Regions from separate parts of the Mus musculus genome. Here all the other regions are linked to region 2. The links are chromatin contacts, called in public HiChIP or PLAC-seq and promoter capture Hi-C maps. All regions are on one chromosome and are shown on one strand. The core of a region is the stretch at or near the end of the contact, and the rest is flanking DNA. Distances in the headings are between cores, read along the strand shown. Region 1 holds the start of Nr2c2 (nuclear receptor subfamily 2, group C, member 2). Region 2 holds the start of Hdac11 (histone deacetylase 11). Region 3 holds the start of Slc41a3 (solute carrier family 41, member 3). Region 4 holds the start of Ccdc174 (coiled-coil domain containing 174).

Region 1 (2,934 bases), core at 76-2,575, 940 kb before region 2:
CTTATTCCAATCTCTTTTTGGAAATGTTTGCTTGGCTTAACTTACACTGTCTCTTGAGATATCCAAAGAAAGAATTAAAACTGAGACTGCTCATATTATTAAAAAGGTATTGTTTGATTTCAAATATTTTATTTTGGATACCGGATCTTATAGCCCAGGCTGGCCTAAAACTCTATGTAGCCAAGAATGACACTGAAACTTCTGATCTGCCTCCACCGCCCCAGTAACTGGGATTACAGATATGCAGCACTACATAAGTTTATGCAGTGCTAAGGATGAAACTTGATTTCCTACATGCTAGCCAGCCCTTCCTACTATGTTATATGCACAAATATTTTAGTCATCAGACTTTCCAATGGAAGCTAACATTATATTTTGTAAAGTTTGTTTTCCACTTTGATAAATGAGATTTTCAGTAGCTTCATAGCATCAATCAATTTTATCTCTGGGAAAGATAAATATGTTAAAAGAATGCCTACTGAAGTCCAATTCAAATTCCCTGCTTAGTATAATGGACATTTTATTGCTGGGCATGCTATCCCAACTGTCAAGTTCGGGTAAAAATGCACCAATTAAATATGCAGCACTTAGCTATCAATAGTATCAGCAACAATTTACTCAACAAAAAGTGTGGGAAAATCTTCCCTTCCCATCTTCAAGCTTGCTATCCAGAACCCAGCTCTTTTCCTGAAATCTATTCAAACATTCAGTGAAGCCTGACTTCCTCACCATCCAATTAAATTAATGCCCTCACGATTCCTTCAGCACATCATCCAGTTTCTTCCATTCTCTGACCATTCTCTGAGCCTTTGTATCCCCTCGGCATCCAAAATTCTGGGGGGAGAATGGCTCCTTGCCCAGGTCAGTTGAATCTCTGGAAGTAGTGTCCTAGTGTCTAAAGCTACGCACAACTGTGTTTAATGAAAGTAGGAAAGAGAATCACCTCACAAGTTTTCCACTCCAGTTGGTTCCTTATATATTTCCACATCACCATTTTGGGACTAGGGATGTTACTCAATGGCAGGGCCGTCCCCAGCACCACAATAAGACGAAAAAACTAACACCACCATTTGCAAATTACTTTTGAGGCTGGCAGAGTAGCTTGGACTCCATTTTCAGAGAACAGTCCCTCAAACAATGCTGAGGAGAGAGGCGAGGCTTGGCAAGAACGTCTGGTGTCCCAATTTCATGGACTGAAATTGAGCCCGCCAGAGGGGCTCCGTCCAGAGTCGTGAGGAAAGCGCGAACCCCGGAGAGCCTCCAAGTGCCGACGAACTCTTCCCTTCTGGCCGCGCCATGGGTTCAAAAAGCATCACCAGCTTCCCAGCCCGAGACCCACCAAGTTCCTCAGAGGCTGGCCCGCCCGGCCTCACACCCCGCACTAGCGGCCCCCGGGACCTCCCTCTCCCACCTGGACCAACCAGCACAGCCCCGGGGGCGGTGCCGCAGGCCGTGGCCCTCCTATAAGGGGGAACGATTGGCCAGCCCGGCCGTCACTCAGGAGGTCGTGCCCTGCCCACGCCTCCCTCCCTCCCCTTCCACCCTCCTAGTCCGGAAAAACGGCGGTTGGGCCAGGGTGGCAGCCAACGGCAGGCGGGGAGTGCTGGGGTGAGGAGCGGGGAACACAGGAAGAAGCGGGCAGGCCGGGCGCGCGCCGAGGGGAGCCTGGCCGGCGCCGCGGGGACAAGATGGCGGCGCTGGCGGAGGGCCAGGCGTGAGGCGGGGCCGCGGACAGTCCCCCTCTCCGCCCCCGCGGCGCGCGGCCGGCCCGGTCAGGACAGCGGCTCGCCGGGCTCGGCCGCGGGAGGGGAGGGGAGTGGAAGAGAGGGGAGGGAAGGGTGCGGCCCGGCCCACTATGCAAAGCGCCCGCTGCTGCCGCCGCCACCGCCCCGTGGCAAAGGTAAAAGGCCGCGTTCAGCCTCCGCGGCCTCCATGGCGGCGCAGGCCTGCCCTCCTCCGCCGTGCCGCGCTGCGCCGCGCCGCGCCGCGGCTTGGCCCGGCGGGCTTGCTCTTACCTCAGGGTCGGGCGCCACCACAACCGCGGAGCAGATCCCGTGTCTGCGGCCGGCGCCCCCGGCTAGGAGGGCAGGGCGCGGGCCGGGCAGGCGCCGGAGGGCAGGAGCCCGGGGGCTCGGGCGGCCGGGACGCCGCGGCGGGCCGGTGCGGAGCGGGGCGGCGGGCTGGGCCCTGGCACCGCCGGGGTCGCGGAGGGACCGCGCTTTGTTATTGTTTTTGTCAGTGAAAGGTCAGAGTTCGTGACCCCGGTGCCGCTGCCGCCGCCGCCCGCGCGCTGGGAGGAGGAGGGCGAATGTTCCTCTTCCTCTTCCCGGCGCCAGCCTCACCGCGGCGGCGGGGGGCGGGCGAGCACGCGATTGGCTGAGCGCGCGCGCGCACCGGAACGCCGCCGCTGCCGCTGCGGCCGCCGCCGGAGCTGAGGCCCGCAGGCCTGGGCCGGGCAGGTGCGGCCGATCCCGTAGGCACCGCTTGCAGGCTGGAGAAGCGGGCCCTTGCCTGGCGCCGCGCCGAGATGTTGCAAGCGAGCGGTGTCCTGGGAGTGCACTGAGCTCCCGGTACCTTCCTTGGGATGGATGGTAGCTTTCTGTTTTAAAGCTCCGAGGATGTGCATGCCTCTGGCCGGACCAGGCAAGTGTGCAGATGCCCCAGGCCCATTTTTAAAACAGGTGCTTAGCCTTGGAGCCCAGACTTGTGCAGTCCCGTGCCCCTCTCCTTCGCGATTTGAGAAAAGCAGCTTTGGCACGCACTGATTGCATTCTGAAAAGCCTCCGGGTTATACTTCTTCATTGGGCTTGGGAAGGTGCCGCCGTTTCCCTCTGAGTGTCTGCCTGCAATGTTCACCCACTCCCCTTGATCACCGAGCTGTGTAGATTGGATATACTCTACCATCTAATTACACACACACACACACACCTCTTG
Region 2 (2,858 bases), core at 80-2,579:
GGCAGGAGCCCAGATGGGGGCAGAGGGCACCAGCAGGAAACCATTTGTGCAGTCAACAGACGTGCAAGGCTAGCATCCCAGCCTTATACCAACACCACACATCACCTGTGTGCTTTCTAGTCCATGACTTCCTTTGGATGTTCAGGCAGGTCCCTACAGCGGAGGGGGAAGCTGTACCACCTGCCGTAGATAGGAGGTCCCCCGAGGAATGAAAACAAACCCAACAGAAACAGCTATGTTATTAATGTCTAATTTGATCCTATTTTTTGCACGATGCAGACCTGGGAGCTTGCTCTAGATTTTTAGGAAGGGAGATAGGGATCTAACTGGAGGGAATACAAGACAGGTCCCATCTTGCTTAGTAGCCTGCCTGGAAAGACCCTTTAACAGCAAGGCAGAAGGCAGTAGGCAGTCTGGGGGCTGAAATCAGGTAAGGATGGAATGAACACAGGGATGGAGGAGGCAGATGTAGGTCTGAGGGGGTGATGAGGATAGGGAGAAGGAAAAAATGGAGAAGGTCGATGCAGGTCTGAGGAGGTAGTATGGATAGGGAAATGGAGGAGACACGTGCTAGTCTGGGGGGGGGGGCGGCTCTTACCTTTCAGGAAGTTGATCACCTTGCCCCATTTCCCAGCATCAAAGGGGTGCAGCTTCTCCAGGCCCATGAAGGTGATGTTGTAACGTGGTGAGTACACGATGGGCCAGCGTTTCTCTGGTACATGCTGGTACAGCTGTGTTGCGTGAGGCCTTCAACGTGCAAAAGAGACACACATATGGACAACAGCCTCCTTGTGGAAAGCAGTGTTCCCCTCCCCACTCACACCAGGTCACTTAACAACCAACAGGAATGAAAACAGCTCCTTCCTGAACCCTGGCTGGCTTTGATTAAATCAGCTTCCAACACAGTCCTAACAGCGGCTCTGGGGACCAGGTGTGCCCAAGGTCACATGCCAGTGCCAGGTGTATTCAGGAGTACTGGTGCCAAGGCCCAAGGCCTGCACGGGGGAAGGCGGGGTGTATGGTGTAGGGGCTGGAATGTGGCTGTCTCACGAGTTAGCTCACACATCTGTGAAGCTGGGAACAAAATGCGCTGGGGCGGGGGGAGGGGAGGTGAGTAGACCGCGACTGCAGGAGGCTGTGCCCTCCTCGCAGCCCTGCAGCCCACCGCGGTGCCCTGCAAAGGGGAGAACCACCGTTCGTCCGCACGGTCACCCAGCCCGCCCCCAGCTGTCCCGCCGTGCCCATGGGAATCCCCAGAACCCATGCTTGGCCCCACGCGCGACCCCGCACACTCACATCCCGCAGCCGGCCCTGCCTGCTCTGGACGCCACTCCGCACCGGGAGGGGTGGGAGGGGTGCAAGAGGCAGGGCCTACGCAGAACACACGCCTCCATGGCGCTGGGAGCTGGAGGTGGAGCTCTGGCCTGCAGCTGCGTCACAGACGACCGGACCGGCGCCGGCCAAGGAGAAGCACCCAATGGAGTGCCGCCTGGAGGGCGTGGTCATGCGCAGCTCCGCCCGCATTCCCAGGGTAGAAATAATCAGACACTTGGTTAGGTGATGTGACCACGGGCTTCTCTGCACTATGTGGTGGTCTGTTCTGGGCATACCAGCCCAGCTATATGTTCTTTCCTGCGGTGCATCCCTGCATTCCTGTACCATCTGTGGCTATTTCACCATGGTATAAACAGTCCCCCACTTATAAAATGCCTTGAACCTGTTTCCCTATTGTAGAACAGGTCTGGTGATCCTATTTTTAGGGTCCAGTCGTGAATATCTGAACGTATCTCCTGTCTCCATTCCCCCTACACCCTGACCCTGGAAGCTGACCGACAGCTGGGGCCCCAACAATGGAGGCCAGAAGAAGAGACAATAGGCCCCTGTTGACCCAGCTGTCTTCATCAACCAAACAGAAGCAGCTGACCAGAGAAGCAGCCAGGAACTAATATGGCAGCTGGGAGCCCAGGGGCCACAGGGTCATGTGAAGGGAATGGGCAACGTTTTTTTTTTTTTTGTTGTTGTTGTTTTGTTTTGTTAGGGCATGAGGTAGCATGTCACAGTGAAGATCAAAAGTCAGCTCTGGTCAGACAAGTTTTTCCCTCCACCTTTGTGTAGGTTCTAAGGATTGAACTCGAACTCTCTGGCATGAACACCAACAATATGTATCTGCCAGCCAAGTCTGATCGTTGTCTGACAGTTTGGAAGAATGCCTCTGATGTGCCTACTGCTAGGTAATTTTCAGAAAACAGGACATAAATTCTGAAAGATGCTGAGAAAAACTGCCCCTAGGAGTGTGAGCTCAGTCAGGAGTTACTGCCCCAGCCATGGGTAGTGGGGCTGACCCAGAGGAGACACTGCCTTCAGTTCAGAGGACAAAAGGCAATTTCTTGTTCTTAGTGGTTTGGGAGCGTTCCCATATCATGTGGCCTAGCCTATGTGTTAGGAGTTACAGACTTTGAACCATCGTAGATAAGACAGTGGCATTATGATTTAAAGTTGCTATAGACTTGGGCAGTTAGAAGAAATAGCATTTGCTTATTACAAACCGGGAGGGGAGTCTTCCTGATTCCTTTGGTATAATGAAGTTTGAGCCTATATTCAGCCCAGCCTGGGCTATCTGCCAGCACCCTGGTCTTGGAAGGTTGAATCTGTTTGCTGGGCTTTCAGCGCTAGGAGATGATGTTGACTGTGTACCTTCTGGGGAAGCTGAGAGACTCCAAAGATAACATCAGCTCTTACTGAGTGCCTGTCATTAAGACAGAGCTAAGCCAGTCCCCAGAGCCTCATTCACAATGAACTCTAAACACCCTGGAAGGCAAGTTTTATACAAGAGAAACTGAGGCAGAAAGGAAGAAAGA
Region 3 (2,710 bases), core at 196-2,695, 550 kb after region 2:
TTCTAACACGAGGCGGGTGGGCTGAGTTTCTGGGATGGATGGGTTGCCTCTTAGCTGCCCACTATGTAGAATAAGGAGAGCACATCTGCACTTTATCTTCTTGACTTTATAGAACATTCCGGTGGGAATGTACGGGAACCCAAACTCAGGGTTCGAATCCCAGTTTCTCCTCTTCGCAGATGTGTGACCTTGGGAGAGCAAAATACCATCCACCTCAGAGTATGAACGGAGCGCTGTAAGACCCTTTATCCTAGGGTACCTTCAGAGGTTTTGCTTACTACCAAAAATATTAAGAGAACATTTCTAGAAATAAAGAATTTGTAGGTTTTGTGCTCAGTTCTGAGCAGCATGGTGGACCGATTCAGTTAACACTACACTGTCCCTCCTAGAACATGCAGCACTCCTCGGCATAGGGATCTATGCTGCAGATGCTGCCCATCAGCTAGTCACCCTCTCAACAGTTGTTAGGGTGGCTGAGCTGTTGGCCAAGCAACGCTTAGTCTACTTAATAATGGCACAAGTATAGTGATGGTGACAATTGTATCACAGTATATGATTACACCTGCCCTACCTTAGGGGTGTTCATCTTTTACTGTGTCTAGTTCACAAGTTAAGCTCTACCATAGGTATGTATATTAGGAAAACAATCTATATGTCTGGATATCATTCCAGGATTCAGACACTCTTTGGGAACATGTTTGTAACTCCCTGCAATAAGGGGAGATCACTATACCCTTCTATAGTATATTTTCCTTACAGGGCACTTGGCCTGACTCCAGGCTCTTCTGTACTACTTTACAGTCGTGGTTCTTAAGCTACCATAGTACCAGCATGAGGCCAGCCAGCGTCAGGAAGCAGAGCAAGCTCATCTAGATATCTGGGTCAGGTTGGAATGGCTGCGTCTCTAAGTGGTCTCCGTGGCGAAGAAGCAGTTTGAAAACCTGAGTTTTAAAAGATTTATAGAAAGGATCTGGTAGACTGAGGGATCTTCTCAAGTCTGAACAACCTCTAGCTTGACAACCTGGAGCGCAGGGACAGCTCGCTGAGCCTGCCTTAGGGTGGTCAAGGATGATCTCGGGGTGCTGAAGGAGTTAACCATAACCCCTAGAGTCAGGCGCTCTGGGGTTCATCACAGGCAGAGGGAGAGAGATCAGCGGGGCGGGTCCCTGCAGACCTTTGGAGCGAGGATGCCACAAACTGACCCGCCCAGTGTGCCTAAGACAGATCCTGTGCCCCACGCCCCATCCCGAGGGCCATTGACGCTCCGCTTTCCCTTGGCTTCCCCGGCTCCCAGTCCAGCTCCTGCCCGCGCTTACCGGTCCTCTCCCGGCCGGCGGCGAAAGCGAGGCGGCCAGGCGCGCGCTGGACACTGTGGAGGCCTGCGGCGGGAGGAAGCGAGAAGGGCAGCAGGCGGGCCAGCCCCGCCCTGCCTAGGCGTCCAGACAGAGGGGCGGGGCCACAGGAGGGGAGGGTTGCTGGGCGAGTGTTGTGGGCGGGGCCAATCCACAGAGGTGGCGCTTGAAAAACCCAATTTTTAAAGCCTTTTAGTCAGGACAGCTCTCTGATCGAGCAGTGGGGTGTGCAGGGATGCTCCCTGGGTGCCGAAGGACCCAATGACACGCCTCAGAGGCGGTGCCGCTTGGGGTGGGGCCAAGAAAGAAGAAGCTAGACCCCGGAACAGGACCATGAGTAGGGCGGGGTCACGGGCGGGGCCACGGGCGGGGGCGGGGCTGGGCGACGGAGTAGCCTCCAGTAGCACACTGCAAGGGCCAGCTTCCCTTAGGATACACATTTGCCTGTTCAGTTTTCAATCTGACATTTCTGAATATTTCACCTTTGAACACTTGTGTATGTGTCATGAAAGTTCTTCTGTCCTTCAACATGTGTGATCCTCTCACTCTTATCAAGATACAGCCTTGGAAGACTCAGCCAGCAGTGGTGAGCCTCAGTGGACACCAGCTCCTACAATCTATCCCGTGCCCCCACTTATGGCTCTTGGCTGATTCAAGAATCCTGAGCCCTGGCTGGATTCTAAGCTGCCAACTGCACCTGCAGAAACCGGATGTGCAAGACCTGTAAGACAGTAGTTTTGAAGAATACAACACAAAAAAAGTATGACAGGGCAAGGCCCGGGGAGATGCAAGCCCAGTTCCTGGATTCTGTCCCCAGCAAATGAAAAACAAAACAAAAACAGATGACAGTGTTCCACATGTTAGGAGAATTTACAGACTGGATGGCTTACATTGTCAAAATATAGTGCTGAATTCCAAGCTCCCAAAGTGATTGCATTTGTCAATCCAGCTTATGTAAGAGGTAGCAATGAACAAGTGAAGTCACAGGGTGCAGTCACAATGCGACTGGAGTCCTCTCAGGAAGAGACCCTGCCAGCTCATTCTCCCTGTGTGCATGCAGGTGAGACATAGAAAGACAGTAGGAGGGAGGCGTCACCAGGAATAGCCATCCATGAACCTTGAACTCCATGTTGATATGCTTTCATTTATTGTAACAAAATCAACTTATACAAAGAAAAGGGTTTATTTTAGCCCATACTTTTGAAGGTTTCATAAAGGTTTAACGAGTTTGATTCCCAGACTGAGGCACTGTGGGCAGGTGGGGGGTAGCAGAATCTTAGGTCTGACTAGAACAGGGAAAAGCAATAACTGGTGTCACAGTCTTGAAGAGAACCCTGGACCTCAGCCCCTGATCCCTC
Region 4 (2,810 bases), core at 284-2,783, 720 kb before region 2:
CATGGTCGTCTGAAAGAGCTGCCAGTGCTCTTAACCTATCTCTCCAGCCCCAAAAACCTTTTTTTGTTTGTTTGTTTGTTTGTTTGTTTTTAAATAACTGAGTTCAGTAATTTCTATTTGAAAGAAATCCACTTAAAGGTACTATTGGCAGGGATGTTAACAATGTAAAGGAGTTTCATTCCAGGACCCAATATTTAAAATTCTGAAGAAGAAGGAGGAGGAGGAGGAGGAGGAGGAGGAGGAAGAGGAGGATTTTAACTTTGTAAATGTATCAATTACCTAGCTATATATCTTTCTATTCTACAACTACATCTGAATCACAAAATGACCAATCAATTCCGGGACTTCGTTTGTGTTATAATTATTAAAAACATTATCCTCCAGACAAGTTAACTTTGGTTTGGTTTTTAAAGACAGGGTCTCACTGTGTAGCTCTGGCTATACTGGAACTATGTAGCTCAGGCTGGCCTCTGACTTACAGTGGCCTCTGTCCACTTGTCTCTGACACTTATGTGCTAAAGTTAAGCGCATGCGCATATACTTCCTGATTAATTCAGTTTGCAAGCACTGAATCCAAGCAAACATGATTACTAAGACCAATTTTTCTATATTAAAAAACAAATTCCAACAAAAAATTTGATACATTAGATGTTTTGAACAATCAGAAAAGGCACCATTTTGCAGTCAATCAAACTGAGCCTGGCTTCTCACACAACAAATCTGTGTGTACATTGAGGAAAACGGGATTCACCTTTGGGTGTCAACTTCATTATCCATTAAGAGTGACAATTAATACCACCTACACTCAAAAGCACTTCTGAGGACTCGATGGCAGCACACATATGAAGCACGGACACAAAATGTGTACAGTGTTTACAAGTTTTCTGCTGAGAGTGGTTAAGTTAGCAAAACTCCTTACATCCTGTCAGACCTTACTGGCCCGGGTACCCCATCCCACAAGGCACTAGCTAACTTGTCTGGATCCTGCTGGGGGGGACCCTGGGAGCCCTGGGAAGACAAATCATATCCCAGTGCTCGAGAAGGGCTTTGGACTAGTGGAGAACCCAGGAAGGGCTCGTCCTCCAAGTCCCTGCGGACAGAGAGCCGGCTGTGGCGGCGGCTGACCCGCAGGATGCGCCCTGAGATCCCTGGGAGGATGGCGTCCGAGACCCGCCTGGGTTCGAGGGGAACGGAGCCCAGGCGCCTGGCGGAGCCGAGTTCAGGATCCTGTGAGTAAGGAAGCTGAGGAGGGTCTCTGCGGGGAAAGGGTCGGTCAGGATCCTTGTCAGATGGGCAGTCCAGGCCCCTGACTTGCGTGGGACAACAACTAGGTCACCATTCTCGACTGAGACAGGCGGAGGGAACGCGGAGCACGGAGCTAAGCCACACTTGTACTCACCGAGGAGGCTGTAACGTCCAAAGGCTTTTTCTTTCGGTCCATCGTCCCGCCAAGGCGTCCAGTCCCAAGACGCAGCCTCCCTGTGGCCTCAGTCAGACCCTACGAGTCCGCCACCCCCACCCGGCAGCAGAACCGGAAGTGTCTTTGATAGGGACGCTGAGTTTGCGTCATTTTGCGACTTGGATTTACGACCTCGGCGCCATCTTGAAAGCGTCAGTATGAGGTCCCTAGTCGCTACGTCGTCATTTTGAGAAGGTCAGAGGGTTGGAATTGATCGCAATTGGCCATCTTGAAGAGAGCAGAAAGTGAGGTGAAAATGACTAGTATTGTCGCCGTCTAGAGAAGGAAGGAAGATAGCTTTCATTGCAACACACACTATATTGACTGGAGAGTCTTAGATGATGGAAAAGAATAGCAGCGTATGAAGAGAGCTAAGTAAACTCCTGTCTCCAACATGAAAACAAAAGGAATTTAATGAAACTGGTAGTGGTGGGAATTATTGTTTAAGAATGGGCTATGAGAAACACTCGTTTTATGTTGGTTTTTTTTTTTTGGTGTTTTGTGATTTGTTTTGTTGGTTTTGTTTGTTGTTTTGCTTTTTAGGCTTTTTTTTTTTTTTTTTTTGAGATGGGGTCTTACTGTACAGCCACCTGGCCTCAAACTCTCTATGTAGACTTGGCTAGCCTCAAATTTGCAACAGCCCTCCTGCCTCTGCCCCCTAAATGCTAGGATTACATGTGTGAGCCACTATGCCCAACAGAATATTTGAATTTTAACTATTCATTCATACATTCATTTGGGGGTCACTGGGTACTCCTGGCTGCCTGGAACTTGCTTTGTAGACCATGCTAGCCTTGTACTCAAAGATACCTGCTTACCTCTTCCTCCCTTATGCTGGGATTGAAGCTGTGTGCCACCACAACCAGCCCCCAGAATACTCTAATTTTGAAATTACTATTTGAATTGCTAAAGAATTAAAAGAATTTTGACCTGGGATTTAGGACAAAATTTCCAACAATTTCTGAAATGGCCCTAAACATGAATTTGCTGTATCTTTGCAAAGCAGTGTTCTCCACATTGATGATGATAAAGTCAAAACAATCAACTCTGAAAAGCACTGAAGATGCTCTGTGACCTACAGTATCAAATGTTTAGCCAATATTTAATTCCTTTTGTTGAAACAAGCACATTCATGTCATTAGGATACAAATTGTTTTTCATCTTTAATAAATGGTGAATATATATATATATATATATATATATATATATACATATACATATGTGTGTGTGTGTGTGTGCGCCAAATTGTTTTAAAGTAATTTTTAAAGTATCCATATATACCTCAAGTCATGAAAATAATACTGGGTAAAAAGAAGTTGTAAGTGAAATAATTTTAAGATATCCTCCCCCC

Evidence for each region. Promoter capture Hi-C pulls out the DNA fragments that hold promoters and counts their contacts. HiChIP or PLAC-seq counts read pairs in DNA pulled down with a chosen protein or histone mark.
Region 1: a contact with region 2 is called in a promoter capture Hi-C map of pre-B cells. The contact joins the promoter of Nr2c2 here to the promoter of Hdac11 in region 2. A contact is called at or near these places in 2 of 39 promoter capture datasets (liver and pre-B cells), 1 of 484 Hi-C or Micro-C datasets (uterus) and 1 of 115 datasets of contacts at active chromatin or transcription factors (bone marrow-derived macrophages).
Region 3: a contact with region 2 is called in a promoter capture Hi-C map of pre-B cells. The contact joins the promoter of Slc41a3 here to the promoter of Hdac11 in region 2. A contact is called at or near these places in 8 of 39 promoter capture datasets (the C10 cell line, cranial neural crest, embryonic stem cells and 4 more), 1 of 15 datasets of contacts at CTCF or cohesin (pro-B cells), 6 of 484 Hi-C or Micro-C datasets (the N1E-115 cell line, cerebral cortex, cortical neurons and 1 more), 3 of 115 datasets of contacts at active chromatin or transcription factors (SST interneurons, VIP interneurons and pancreatic cancer cells) and 1 of 9 other capture datasets (embryonic stem cells).
Region 4: a contact with region 2 is called in a FOXA1 HiChIP or PLAC-seq map of pancreatic cancer cells. The contact joins the promoter of Ccdc174 here to the promoter of Hdac11 in region 2. A contact is called at or near these places in 2 of 115 datasets of contacts at active chromatin or transcription factors (bone marrow-derived macrophages and pancreatic cancer cells).

What each region holds. Positions count from the first base shown.
Region 1 is chr6:92,090,824-92,093,757 of GRCm38.p6, reverse strand. Nr2c2 (nuclear receptor subfamily 2, group C, member 2) reads right to left here and starts at 1,325. Exons shown (of 15, transcript NM_001347342.1): 1 at 944-1,325.
Region 2 is chr6:91,155,286-91,158,143 of GRCm38.p6, reverse strand. Hdac11 (histone deacetylase 11) reads right to left here and starts at 1,329. Exons shown (of 10, transcript NM_144919.2): 1 at 1,297-1,329; 2 at 599-747. The coding sequence starts at 1,298.
Region 3 is chr6:90,603,615-90,606,324 of GRCm38.p6, reverse strand. It overlaps Slc41a3 (solute carrier family 41, member 3), which reads right to left and starts at 1,445. Exons shown (of 11, transcript NM_027868.2): 1 at 1,317-1,445.
Region 4 is chr6:91,876,776-91,879,585 of GRCm38.p6, reverse strand. It overlaps Ccdc174 (coiled-coil domain containing 174), which reads right to left and starts at 1,533. Exons shown (of 11, transcript NM_172730.2): 1 at 1,400-1,533. The coding sequence starts at 1,441.